Regions from separate parts of the Xenopus tropicalis genome. Here region 1 is linked to region 2. A link is a contact called in public Hi-C data. All regions are on one chromosome and are shown on one strand. Each heading gives the region's core, a stretch centred on a gene start, on an enhancer-like site or on the middle of the called end of the contact. The rest is flanking DNA. Distances are from core to core; before and after follow the strand shown.

What was found. Hi-C and Micro-C count contacts between places; a contact is called where the count stands out from the background.
Region 1: a contact with region 2 is called in a Hi-C map of neurula embryo, with 2.9 times the contacts expected there. The contact joins the promoter of armc8 here to the enhancer-like site in region 2. A contact is called at or near these places in 2 of 5 Hi-C or Micro-C datasets (gastrula embryo and neurula embryo).

The regions. Positions count from the first base shown.
Region 1 is chr9:56,553,086-56,559,164 of UCB_Xtro_10.0, forward strand. It overlaps armc8 (armadillo repeat containing 8), which reads right to left and starts at 2,665. Exons shown (of 11, transcript NM_001011463.1): 1 at 2,616-2,665. The coding sequence starts at 2,660. LOC116407518 (a long non-coding RNA gene) reads left to right here and starts at 2,889. Exons shown (of 2, transcript XR_004220381.1): 1 at 2,889-2,977; 2 at 3,113-4,405.
Region 2 is chr9:56,481,367-56,488,106 of UCB_Xtro_10.0, forward strand. It overlaps LOC100492237 (potassium voltage-gated channel subfamily H member 8), which reads left to right. Exons shown (of 15, transcript XM_018097592.2): 12 at 5,261-5,598. Among named protein-coding and RNA genes, the nearest start is that of armc8, 71 kb to the right of the region's middle. Within about 2 kb of position 3,450, at least 1 of the 11 cell types and tissues checked has an H3K27ac peak or open chromatin away from gene starts, as enhancers often do. A contact at or near this core is called in neurula embryo, where this site is marked.

The DNA.
Region 1 (6,079 bases), core at 1,415-3,914, 71 kb after region 2:
TTATCCAGAAAGCAAAAAATTAAGGGAAGGGCCATCTCCCAAAGAGCCCATTTCAAGCAAATAATTCTAATTTTTTAAAATAATTTACTTTTTTCTCTGTAATAATTAGGCATGCACTGAACCCGCTATTTTGGGATTTGGTCAAACACCAAACCCTTTGTTAAAGATTTGGCTGAATACCAAACTGAACCTGCATCCTAATTTGCATATGTAAATAAGGTGGGGGTTAAAAGAATAGATTGCTTTGCTGTGTTTATGTGACAAAAAGTCACATGATTTTAAGAATTCAGATTCAGTTCTCCCAGGCACGTGGATTCAGAATCCTTCTGTAAAAGGCCAAATCTTGGCCAAACGATCTTGGATTCAGTGCTTTCCTAGTAATAATAAAACAGGACCTTGTACTTGAGTAACTAAACTGTGTGTTTGGTCAATCCTACACCATCCGACAAAAGGGCTTGTGGAGTTTAGCCCTTTAATATTTTGAATAACAGCCTCCCTCCCCATCCCCAGGTAAAACCACCTTAATCCAGTAAAAATCCTTTATGCAATATCTATAGCTATTCTGGAGATTAGAATAGATCTTACAAGGTTCAGTGAAAAGAGATATAAATAGAAAACAGAATAAAAATAACAAATACTAACAATTCTGCAAAACATTAAAATATTTTTTTTAGGAACTAGATTATTTGAAAGCCGTGCTATATTACAACCCAACACAAACTAAGCATCTCATATTTTGCACACAATTATGTTAGAATTTTACATCTTAAAGGTGTAGGAAAGTTACAATCACTGGGGGGGCAAAATGTTAGGAGCAACCCCCAACCCCCCCCGATTGTAATCACTTACCTGATACCCCGGGCCAGTGCTCCTGTTAGCAGAAAACTGCACCGTTCTGGGTTCATGGGACCAAGCAATCCTGTTCCTTTTCCTGTATACCTTTAGAATCCTGGGGCCAGTACATGCGCAGTAGAATGAAAAAGCCATCTTATTTAAGGTTAGCTTTTCACTCAAGTGCACATGAACAAGTGCCGCGAATGCAGAAGAAGGAAGAGGATCGCTTGGTCACAGGTACCCCAGGCTGGTGTGGTTTTCTGCTAATAGGAGCACCAACCCAGAATATCACTGGGGGGTGATTTACCTTTTCTTCTCCTTTAAAGGAACAGTAACACCAAAAAATGAAAGTGTATAAAAGTAACTAAAATATAATGTGCTGCTGCCCTACACTAGTAAAAGTTGTGTGTTTACTTCAGAAAGTCTACTATAATTTATATAAATAAGCTGCTATGTAGCCATGGAGGCAGCCATTCAAAGGAGAAAAGGCACAGGTTACATAGCAGAACAGAACGTATCTGTTATCTGCTATGTAACCTGTGCCTTTTCTCCTTTTTTCCAGCTTGAATGGCTGCCCCCGTGGCTACACAGCAGCTTATTATATAAATTATAGTAGTGTTACTGTAGCAAACACACCAGTTTTACCAGTACAGGGCAACAGTGCATTATATTTTTATTACTTTAAAGCTCTTTCATTTTTTGGTGTTACTGTTCCTTTAAGATGAACAATGTAAAAAAAAATACAGTTTTGTCTTATGAAATATTGTTAAGACAAAAACTAGTTCCCTGTTTTGTAAAATTTCATATTCAGTTTTTATTCGTTCTATTTGTGTACATGCTAAACCTGCCTGATATATGCCTGACTTTTAGACAGATAATCAGTAAGACCAACCGATTACCAAGCTGCCAGCTTTTATCACCCCTTCTATGGCCAGTTTTAGATGAAATTCTTCTGACTTCTTAACAAGCTTAACAATACCAATGTTGCTTGTGGGAGCGCATGGAGCTGTTGCACGTCAGCCTGTATACCCCTCTATACATATAAAATAACATACCTCTAAAGGGGGTCCTCACTGTGCATGGTCTAAAAGTCTGCTCTTCTAGAACCCCAACAGTCTACTAACCAATCACATTTTTGCTTACACATGCTGCTGGCTGAAAAGAGCTAAGAACTGATTGGTGGCAATGGGACCAAGTGCCCAGATTCAATATATAAGCACATACAGTGTTAAATGGGACAGAGCAAATCACAGTAAATGTTTAAATATTATATGGTACAGTTTAAATGCTTCACATTCTCCAAGGTCCATGCACTATAGAAGGTGGAATCTATATATGGTGAGGGGGGCTTGGTTGTGTTATTGGGCACTATCTTCCATTTGGACCAAGAAAGCATTGCCCACCTGTGACCTCCCAGCCAGTAATAGTGAGACTTACTATTTAGTGCCTGCTGGGCAGTTAGCTACTAAAGGTTCCCTTAATAAAACATCAGAAACATTATTATTATAGACATTACTGCGAGCAGCTGCATTAGAAGAGGGGAATATCAGTGCTGGTGTAAGTGCATTATAACAGTGACTATAAATCGCAGCACTGCGCCCAATGTTCTCATCCCAGCGCAATAGGCAAGTGCCCAGCAGGCCTTTCTAGAGAAGTTAGCATAACTTCCGCCTGAGCAGGTGCCTTTCTGCCCTAAGGCGCATTGGTGGGTCACCCTCTCCCTGAAGCCACGCCACCTGCAAAATAGCGCTGTCTGCAGCCTCCCCCAGGCTGGTACTTACAGATAACACGCTCATCCGGAGCGGAGGCTCCAACACGCACGCCATCTTGGTCATCCCGCCCACAACTGCACTTTCCTCACAAGAGCACATACTTAGCTACGCCGCTAGTGTGACATAAAGAGGCAGGAACTATACGTGGTATTGGTATTAAATACGAATTATTTTTATGTTCTTTTACATCGAGTTCTTGTGCGTATCGAGCGACGGCTTGAGTGGAAAGTGCGATGGCGAAACGCCAGCTGTGTTTATACGGAATGACAGCTATTGTATTTGGTCATGTTCAAAGGCGGAGCCACGGGCATTGACTGGACGGACGAGTTGGCGTCGCTATGTTGTGTGTTGAAACAGGTTTTGAGTAAAAAGTAAATGGAAGATAATTACTTTATGGACTCGTGAATTTTGTATGAAATTACTAGAATCTATGCCATGTCCCATATATAGGAAGCTAAATATAAATCAGCAGCTAAGTAAATTTTTTGTTGTTTTTAATTCCTCAGAACATCACTGACTAATAATTTTAGTCTGAATGTGGAATGAAACCAGTCGGTAACTACAGGAACCCCACAGAGAGGCTGCACATAAGAGGATGGCACATCCTGGCAGAATGACATGGATCCCCCCACATGAGCATTTCTCTCCCAAGGCCTATTGCCAGACAATATCTTGCCCATCAATTTGTGGTGGTGTTGCCAAGTACAAAAAAAGCTTAAAACATGTTGCACCTGGTATCTTGAAGGTTATATATCTACTTTAGGTGTAATGTCAGCATGTTTCAAGCTTATGTCCTACTCTGCAACCGTGGCTGGCCAAGACTGTAACTGTAGGGGTGCACCATATCCCTGCATGTTTTCCACAATAACATTTCAGCTAAATCATTTGTGCCTGACAAAAGCCAAGCCTTAAATGTTGTCCAAAAGCAAACACATTTTTTGGATGAGAATTCAGGGCTATCCAAAACGGATGTACTTAATGTGTTCCTCGGCTACTACAGAGATGAAAAGTTGCTTAAAGTAAGGTCTGAATGTGGCAGAAATGAGAAAATATACCCCCTGGGCACAGATTCAGAGCACTAAGACATAGATCATATCCTCATATAATAAAGATGACAGCAGGCCAGGACTGGCAATCTCTAGATTCTTGGCAAATGCCAGAGGGGACACTGTAAGATGCCATAAACAGTCATTATTTATTTGGCTGGTTGGGCCTCTGTGTGCTTAAAGCCATGGTCTGTCCCAGTACAGACCTGGATGACAATATGTCAAATGTTTAGAGAAAAAACAAGTCTACCGTAGTTTTTCAACTGTGTTGGAGGAATAAATGTCTTTACAGGGTTATTTTCAAAATATCTTACCTCCCAACATTTTGAAAATGGAAAGAGGGATAAAAATAAATATACAAATTTGTATAGTTGCACTCAGCACTGTTCAGACCTACCTGCTTTCCAGCTGATTGGGGCGCTGCTGCATCTATTGACACATGGTAACCCCAGAGCTACCTCCGGACCAGCCAGTAGCTCTAGGGGTTCTCAGCACCCTACATGAATAGGCACAGCACACCTGGGCTAAAAGAGTATGGAGCATATGTCACTTTCACACCAAACACCTCAATAAGGATGGGATTCTAGGGAAAGTGGTGCATTGTGGGCAAAAAAAACATGGTGATTGCGCTGGAAATTGCACTTTGATTAATGCCTTGGTAAGTGAATGCACCCTATATTTTGGCTCTGGAGTTGCCCAGTTGTACAAAACCATTACCATTTTCAAAGGTAATAAATACTTGTTTAAATGGTGTTGGAGCATGTCTAAGTATGTTTGCTTTATTTTCCCCCAATTAAGAGCCAGAGAATATGCGCAATATGTCATATTGCTATTGCTATGAACTGACATAATATCCTAAGGTTTTAATATTTTGAGTGTAAACTTGGTTTTAGCTTGCTGCTGTTGACAGACAAACAGTGGGATAATCCACGTGGAATAGGTTAAGATCGTTTGTAATATCTTCTATCATACTGAGATAATGGCCATATGATTTTTGCCACAAGGATTTCTATCTCCCAGCAGTTAAAGGAAATGTAAACCCAAAAACAAATGACTGAAAAACTGATAAGCTCTTCTGCAATTTACATGATTTATTAACAAAACAACAGTACCCCCTGCTGGTCATTTGTGGCATTTAGCTACAGTTGGGAAAAAATTGTTAGTCATAAATCAATCTCCTGTGATGTTGCTCTGCTTGGAACTGACCAAAAAGTCAGAGCAATTACTGCCAGCTTTGTATGTAAATCTGTTTGTTTAGTGAATATTCATGTTGGAGCTTTATAAACACATGATAATAATCACAGGATAATTAGTCTCTGACTACGTTTTTTTCTTGACTGTAGGCAGTTGCCTGAAATCACCAGCTGGTGGCACTGTTGTTTCATAAATAATTCATGTCAATTGCAAAAGTGCTTAGAAGAGAGCTCTGAGCAATTTTTTTTTTATTTGTTTCAAGGGTTTACTTGAAACAAATAAATCCACTTTCCAACATCTAAGGCCTCACAAAGAGGCAATTTTAGACATGCACCCAGTCTACAGGGTCACATCCAGTTACATAGTTACGTAGTGTTAAAAAAAGACCATCAAGTTCAACCCTTTCAAGTAAGCACACACACACCTATACCGACCTATCTATACACTCACATACATTAACTATATATACAAACATTAATACTAACTGTAGATATTAGTATTACAATAGCCTTGGATACTATGCTTGTTCAAGAAATCATCCAGGCATTAACAGAATCTGCCATTACAACATCACTAGGAAGGGCATTCCCCAACCTCACTGCCCTCAGCATGAAAAACCCCCTACGCTGCTTCAAATGGAAGCTCTGTTCCTCTAATCTAAAGGGGTGACCTCTGGTGCACTGATTGTTATTTTGTGGAAAAAAGAACCCCTATCTGCCTATAATCCCCTCTAATGTATTGTACAGAGTAATCATGTCCCCTCACAAGCGCCTCTTTTCCAGAGAAAACAACCCCAAACCTGACAGTCTAACCTCATAGTTTAAATCTTCCATCCCCTTAACCAGTTTAGTTGCAGTCCCTGAACAAACTACCATTAAGATTAAGGAAAGGTCCTCCAATCTCATTTTTTTCAGAAATTGTGCCGGTGCTACGTGCAAGTTTAGGGAGACAGTGGGAGCTTAGGGAGCTAAATGCGTGGCTAAAGTCCTGGTGTAGGAAGGAAGGGTTCGGGTTCCTAGAGCACTGGGGTACAATCTATACAGCCGTGACGGATTGCACCTCAATGGAAGGGGGTCCGCTGTGCTAGGGTAGAGCATGGTTAAGAGGCTGGAGGAGTGTTTAAACTAGAAAAGGGGGGTGAGCTAGAGTTTTATGGGAAAGCTAGTGTAGACGGCGCAGTGGGATTAGCAAATGGTTGTGGGGGAGGAGTGAGGGGGCATATAGTTTATCAGA
Region 2 (6,740 bases), core at 2,200-4,699:
ATCCTTGACCTCTATGTTTGTTTGCCTGATAAATATACCATGTTATGGCTTCAAAAAAACCTGTTCCAGGAATCTACAATGTATGACTCTATCACTGTCTGCAGTCCAACAGAGCTCTGAGGGCCCCTTTGTTAGCTTTGTCTTAAAAATTCATAGGTGGCACCCAAGGGTTTGAGTACTGATTAATTTTAGATAGGGGTTGGGAGAACTAAGGGCTCTGGCACATGGGGAGATTAGTCGCCTGCGACAAAACTCCCTGTTCGCGGGCTACTAATCTCCCCAGATTGCCATCCCACCGGCAAAAATGTAAATCGCCGGTGGGATGGCAAACACGGCGGCGCGATTTCAGGGAAATCGCGCATTTTCGCCGGTGGGATGGCATTTCGCGGAGATTAGACTAATCTCCCCGTGTGCCAGAGCCCTTAAGGCTCAACTGCCCACAAAACAGCTGTAAAGTAGCTTTACTTTTATACAGGAAACAACTGACTGTCCTTTATCTATTGTCTGGTCCTATGATTGCTGAGCAATTAGTAATAATGGCAATTAACATTTACTTTGTTCTTCACCTAATCAATCATATTTATTCCTTTTTTTTAATTTCTGTTTCATTTACAATCTTTCAAATTGATTTCTATACCCACTAGTATGCCTATCTACATTTAGCTTTGGTATTTTCTTCATATAATACTTCATCAGCTCTCAGAAAGATTTGTTTTTAATTAACAAGCTGTAATGTCTAACTATTGATTTATGATGCAAAGAAAACCGTGTATTGGAAAACCCCAGTCTGGAATCATCTCGTGGGAGGGGGGGTTGCAATAAAAAAAATTAGCATTCAGAGAGATGTGTTGATTGATTCATTCCTATATTTTAAAAGAACATTGATTCTGTTAATAATAGAGCCCGACACACGGTTACAAAACTCCAATACTAAATAACAAGTAATAAATAGTACTTTTGACCACACCATCTATTCCAACCCCCAGTAACTTGTTCATTTTGTATCCAGCAGTGAACATATATTTATCTACAATACATGACAGGAAAGGCACTTAAAGAAAGGCACTCAAAAATATTACTGCTTTTATGATTCCTGGATGATATTGGTTAATAAATGTTTATTTTGATCAGTTACCTGATTTGCCTCAAAAGAATACATACAGTGAAAGTTAAAAAGCTGGGCATCACAGTGTTTACCCTAAATTTAGAATAATGTTTTCTATGCTTGGAAACATTAAATATTAACCTAAATTACAGTCCATGAAACGCGTGACTGGGGCTCCCAGCAGCCTGGAAAACCACTGGCTTAGTGATGCTAAGAATAGCTGTGCTGTCTATACTTAGCCACACTGACAAGCAGCCGCTGTGAGCGAGATCCCAAGGGGAGAGGAAGCTATAAATAAAAGTTGCTGAGCTGGATATTCTTTCAGACTAATTACTGACTCCATTTGAAACACTGAAATGCACTGCTCACAGCCCTGGAAAAGGACATTTCCTCATGTCACAGAAATGATTGTAAATACTAGTGGTAACATCCTACACTAATGATACAAAATTGTTCAAAAGTACTTACCTAAATAATCATTAAAAGGGATATCCACATTTATATTAACGTTTGTTTTGTATGGCACATAGTACAAGCTACTTTTCACTTGTCCCTTATTATTTATTTTGTACATTTGTAATTCTGCTTATTTCTAGCCACAGTGCTATGAAGTAGGTGGGGGGTCACTGACCAATGAAGGTTATATGTAATCATTATGTAATCACTACTGTCAGAATGTGAAAATCCTTATTATACATTTCTATACATCTGTAAATAAATGGTTCATCGAAATAGGCTACATACTGGGAATGTAGTTGGGAAAGATAAATCTTAGAATGGTGACAGGGATAGGCTCCTGAGGTAAGTTACAAAACCTAGGTAATCACTTGCCAAAGTAACAAAAAAGTAGTGGTTAGTGTGGTTATTATTATTAAAGATATCACTGGTGATGTTGCCCATAGCATCCAATAGGCAATTAGTCATCTACTAGTTAGAAAATGAAAGCAAAGATCTGATTGGTTGCTATGGGCAACATCACAGGTGATGTTTGTCCCCAGTGTTAATAAATACATACAATAAAAACATAACTAAGGTACCTATTTATCAAACTGTGCATTGGCGTGCTTTTTTCTTTGAAGAAAACTTACTTTTAGAACTGAATCTTTTATTTCATGACCTCCATTACGCTGATGGTCTGGTGCATGTGCACCTGGACCCCCTCTTTATTATGGGGCGTCTCCACCATAACTACAGGTCCTTTCTTTATAAAGCATTATTCAATCTATACAAGGAACAAATAATAAGAGATTATCAAGGCTTCAAGATTAATGGAGGAAGCATGAACAGCCTTCAATATGCTGGTGACACTGGCCTGAAAATGAAGAAGACATGAAAACCCTTATAAAGGAAGTTGGCACCACATTTAGTGGCTGATTTATCAACAATCCTGAAAAAAATGCCCACAAAACACTTTTTTTCCCTTGAGCACTAACTTAATTAAGAAAACAATTATGTCAAAAAATGTTGCACCCAAGTGAGAACCACATTGTTTGATTCATTATCATGACTAACTTCTAGCCAGGTTTTACTTGCCAAGTTTTTTTCTGCCACCTTTTTGCAGTTTTTCCCTTAATAAATCCCAGCTATTCAAGGTTGCAGAAAGTTTTATCCTACATAATTCTTAAACTGAGAAATAAATGCCAAATCTATTATGGATAAAGCAGCCCCTTAGTAGTATAAATGTGTAAGTATGTAAAATACATGATATATACTATGAGATGTTTTGGTTAAGATTTGCAACATGTACTTTATGGTTCTATAATGTAAACTAAATATCTTTATAAATATATTGGATAAATCATATTCAGCCCATTCTGGCCTGATCTGTTATCAAATTGATCCACATTCTGTGCAAACACAATCAAGCTGTTACATTTACCAAGGAAACAGAGACTGTACTGTAGAATTTAAGTTGAACCTTATGGAAGATCTAGGAACAATAGCCTTGATTTATTTTTGTACCTTTAACATTTTAGAAGTTGTTAATGTTCTTTTATGCACTAAAGGGGTTATGTAATAAAAAGCATTACATTTGCCCAGGAGCAGTAACCCATAGCAACAATCAGTAGGTACAATTTACTGGTTACTGTTCCAGGGCAAACTAGACTAAACTAACTAAACCTTTTATTAAATATGGGGGTTAATGTGTTACAGGTTAAAGTACAAAGATTTGCCTTAGTGATGATTTACTGCCTTGTGGCAGACTAAGGCTTTTCATGTATTGACCTGAAATGAAGCAATCATCCAGCCATTTATTTAACTTTGCTAGCACCCTCCTCCCTACTGGGCGCACAAGCACAATCAGTGTATGAGACCGTACTGGTCCTTTTCCCTAACAATCATCTACTGCCTGAATGGAATACAAAAGGCTGGTGGGAATGCAATTGACTGATAAGGAATTACACTGTTCAGGGAATTGTCTGGGCATAGACAGTGGGGGTCTGTGTTAGGAGCTAACTGTTCAAATAGTTTTTTCAGTGGAATGTGAAAGAATGATATGTGCAATGCGATATGCAATGTAAATCTCTTTATAATAGACAATGTATAACGTGTTAAAGATTGATAGGATGATAGGGTAATTTACTGGGATATGCACGAACTCAAAAAAAATACAGATCCAGTTAATAGCTATGGCTTCGAACACCTTAGTACTGGCAGGACCAGGGGTAATACAATACTTGTCCAAATTATGGCACATAAGCTATTTCTGAAAAACAATTCCCAGCATCTCTGGTACAAATGTTGGTGGATGTTGGACATTGGGCCTCAACACAACAGAAACTGAAAGACTTCATGCTGGGAAACAATGTAATTGTTGCCATATTTTCCTGTTAAAAAAGGATAAGAGAACTCCAAATATTTTGTAAATGTGCAATAATGGTGTTTGCAATATAGAATATATATTGGGGCATTTTCTCTTTACTATACGTTCGAAATACCTAAATGCTAGTAAATATTATGACCAAATAAGCTTACAACCAAAAATATTCTCTAGGGTCCTGCTGTGCTCAACCTGACAGTTGCCTCTGTTACCCAAACATTTCTGCTCTCATAATTCCCACATTAGCCATTAAAGATGTTAGAACTTTTAGCTGTGGGGGCAAAAATCTCTATTTCTGTTCATGCAGCCTGAAGTCTTATTCAGTAAGTTTCTATTACACTTGGCCATTTCCACCAAAGTGATTTACTTCCCAGAACTACCCTTAGGGTGCCATTCCTTAAGGTGCTTTATACTTTCCTTCATCACATGAATGACTTCATATTTCTGACTGTGCAAGATAGATATTTTTCAATTATTTTTGCCATTCTGGATATCTCTGAAATAAGCTGATATATATATAAAGATTATAACACTGAATTCCTATAACTTATGTGCACGGGGCATTCTCTAATTTAAAGACTTTAAGCCTAATAATGTGTTGAGTGTTATCCTTGGTTTCAGTGCATGTTATATTATCCAGCAATGCATGATGTAGTGTCTCTGTTCTCAGACACTGCTGGAGAGCAGAACATTTGGAAAATCCATAACACCTGCGGACAAACTCTCAGTCTATTTGTAAAGAGAATTTGGAAGGAAACAAGAGACTTGGGAGTTTTGTTGCACAATATGTTCTTTAGCTACATTCCAAAGATGCTGGAATTCAGGCCCATTATCTGGCACAGTTTAATTGTGTTTTATTCAAGTATTTATTAAAATTCAAAAGTACAGGTCAGTGAACCCACAGTTATAATACCATCTCATATACAAATTTATACAGTATATACACAATGCAGAAGAACTTCTAGCTATATTGTGGCACAGATGATATACTTTGGGAGGCAACAATAAAGACATTGCATAAATGTATTTAAGGAGTAAAATAAAGGCGTTTAAGGTATTAGGAGGTCAATGCTAAGTGCCAAAAATGCTCAGCAACATCATGATCTCATAGTTGCTATTTTGATTTGATGTAGCATATTTATAAAGGTCACTCAGAATTGTCAGTTTCCTACCTCGACCTAAACAGCTAGCCGGTTATGGTAGTTGCAACTAGTCAGATGAAAGCAGACTTTATGTCAGTCACAAAACGTTTATCAAAACAATTTCTATAGAGAGAAATATTGTTAAAAATACCTGTGTTTCATGCTACTTTTTTGCACTTTCTGTCTTGTCAGCTTGACCATGAGAGTAATGGGGGAGTGATCCAGAAGCTACCGTCTATTTTGGAAGATGATGAGTTTGAAGAAGATGAACGAAGCCCCTTGCCAGTCAACTCACGTGGAGTTAGCCCTGTTGAATCCTCCTTAAAGTTGCCCAAGGCCTTTAGTTCTCCAATGCTTTCTCCACTTACACCAAGAGCCTTCAAAACACCCACTAAGAGAGCAGATAAGAGCTTTGGAGACCTGCTCGGTGGAAGTGAAAGATCAAAGTTTTCACCTGGAGATGGGAGCAGACCTTGCAAGCTTCAGCTTCCTGCACTGAGTATCAGCGCTCCTCCCATGCTCAGCCCTAGGTAGGTGGATGAAATATAAGGTGGTAGATATACAATAATTGGTTGGAAATCATACAACTTATTTTCTTTTATGCACCTTTACTGTCTGCAATAGAATACACCTGTATTATTTTGTTACCCCCCAGACAAAAGCCCCATCCACTGCTATCTAATAAGCCCCCTCCCTGCTCCCTCCCCGCAAAGCCTATTTCAGGGAACAGTGTCTCTGATAGTAAAGCTGACCAATACAAGCAAAACAGTGCAGTGGAGCTAGCAAGTGCCATCTTCGTAATCTTTGTGTTCTCTATGGATCAGTAAAGCGACACAGTTAAAGATGCTCCGGGATTACCTTTAACTGCGCATGTGGCAACAAGCTCCAAAATTCTATCTCTAGCTTCAGATTCAGATGGCTGGGTGAAAGAACCAATAACACTCCAAGGTCTAATGTCTGTCGAGCCAGAACCTTATGCTAGAAACAAATTTCCTATTCAGTGGCCTAACTAGGTGTTACTGGGCCCCACAGTAAATTCAATTTAGGGCCCAGAAATATTGGTAAGTTTACCTATTCTACTAAGATATATTGAAATTGCTCATTAATTAGGTCCTATACTCCTGCCCCCCCCCCACTTCATGACCTGCTTCCTCTGTAATTGTGCCCCTGGTCTTATGTTATATGAGAGAGGTTTTAATTCTATAAGTCTGTACAGAATAGAAAAGAAATGGTATTTGAGCCCTGTTTACCTTCCTGGCTCAGCATTCAGTTCTACAGATCTTATCTTCTATTTGCTTTGCAAATGTGTTCCTTATTGCGCTCTTTTGACTTGAATGGCTGCCCCACTGGGAGCTTATCTATATAAAATATATCTGAGCGATCGGAGAGAGAAAGTTTGAAATGCAGCGCACTCACCCAAAAAAAGGCCCAGGTGCTGCCACAAAAAATATTATCAGCATGTAGAACACAGAGCACTCACGGGGCTTAAACTATACGCAAAAATGTTATGGTGTAAGTTGATGTTTCTATCCTACACAACCTTGATGTCTTGATAAAGGTCCTCTGAAACATCGACTTACACCATTAAATTTTTGTACATAATTTAAGTCCCGTCGGTAGTCTGTGTTCTACATGCTGGGATATATCTATACTCACTTATATGTATTATTAT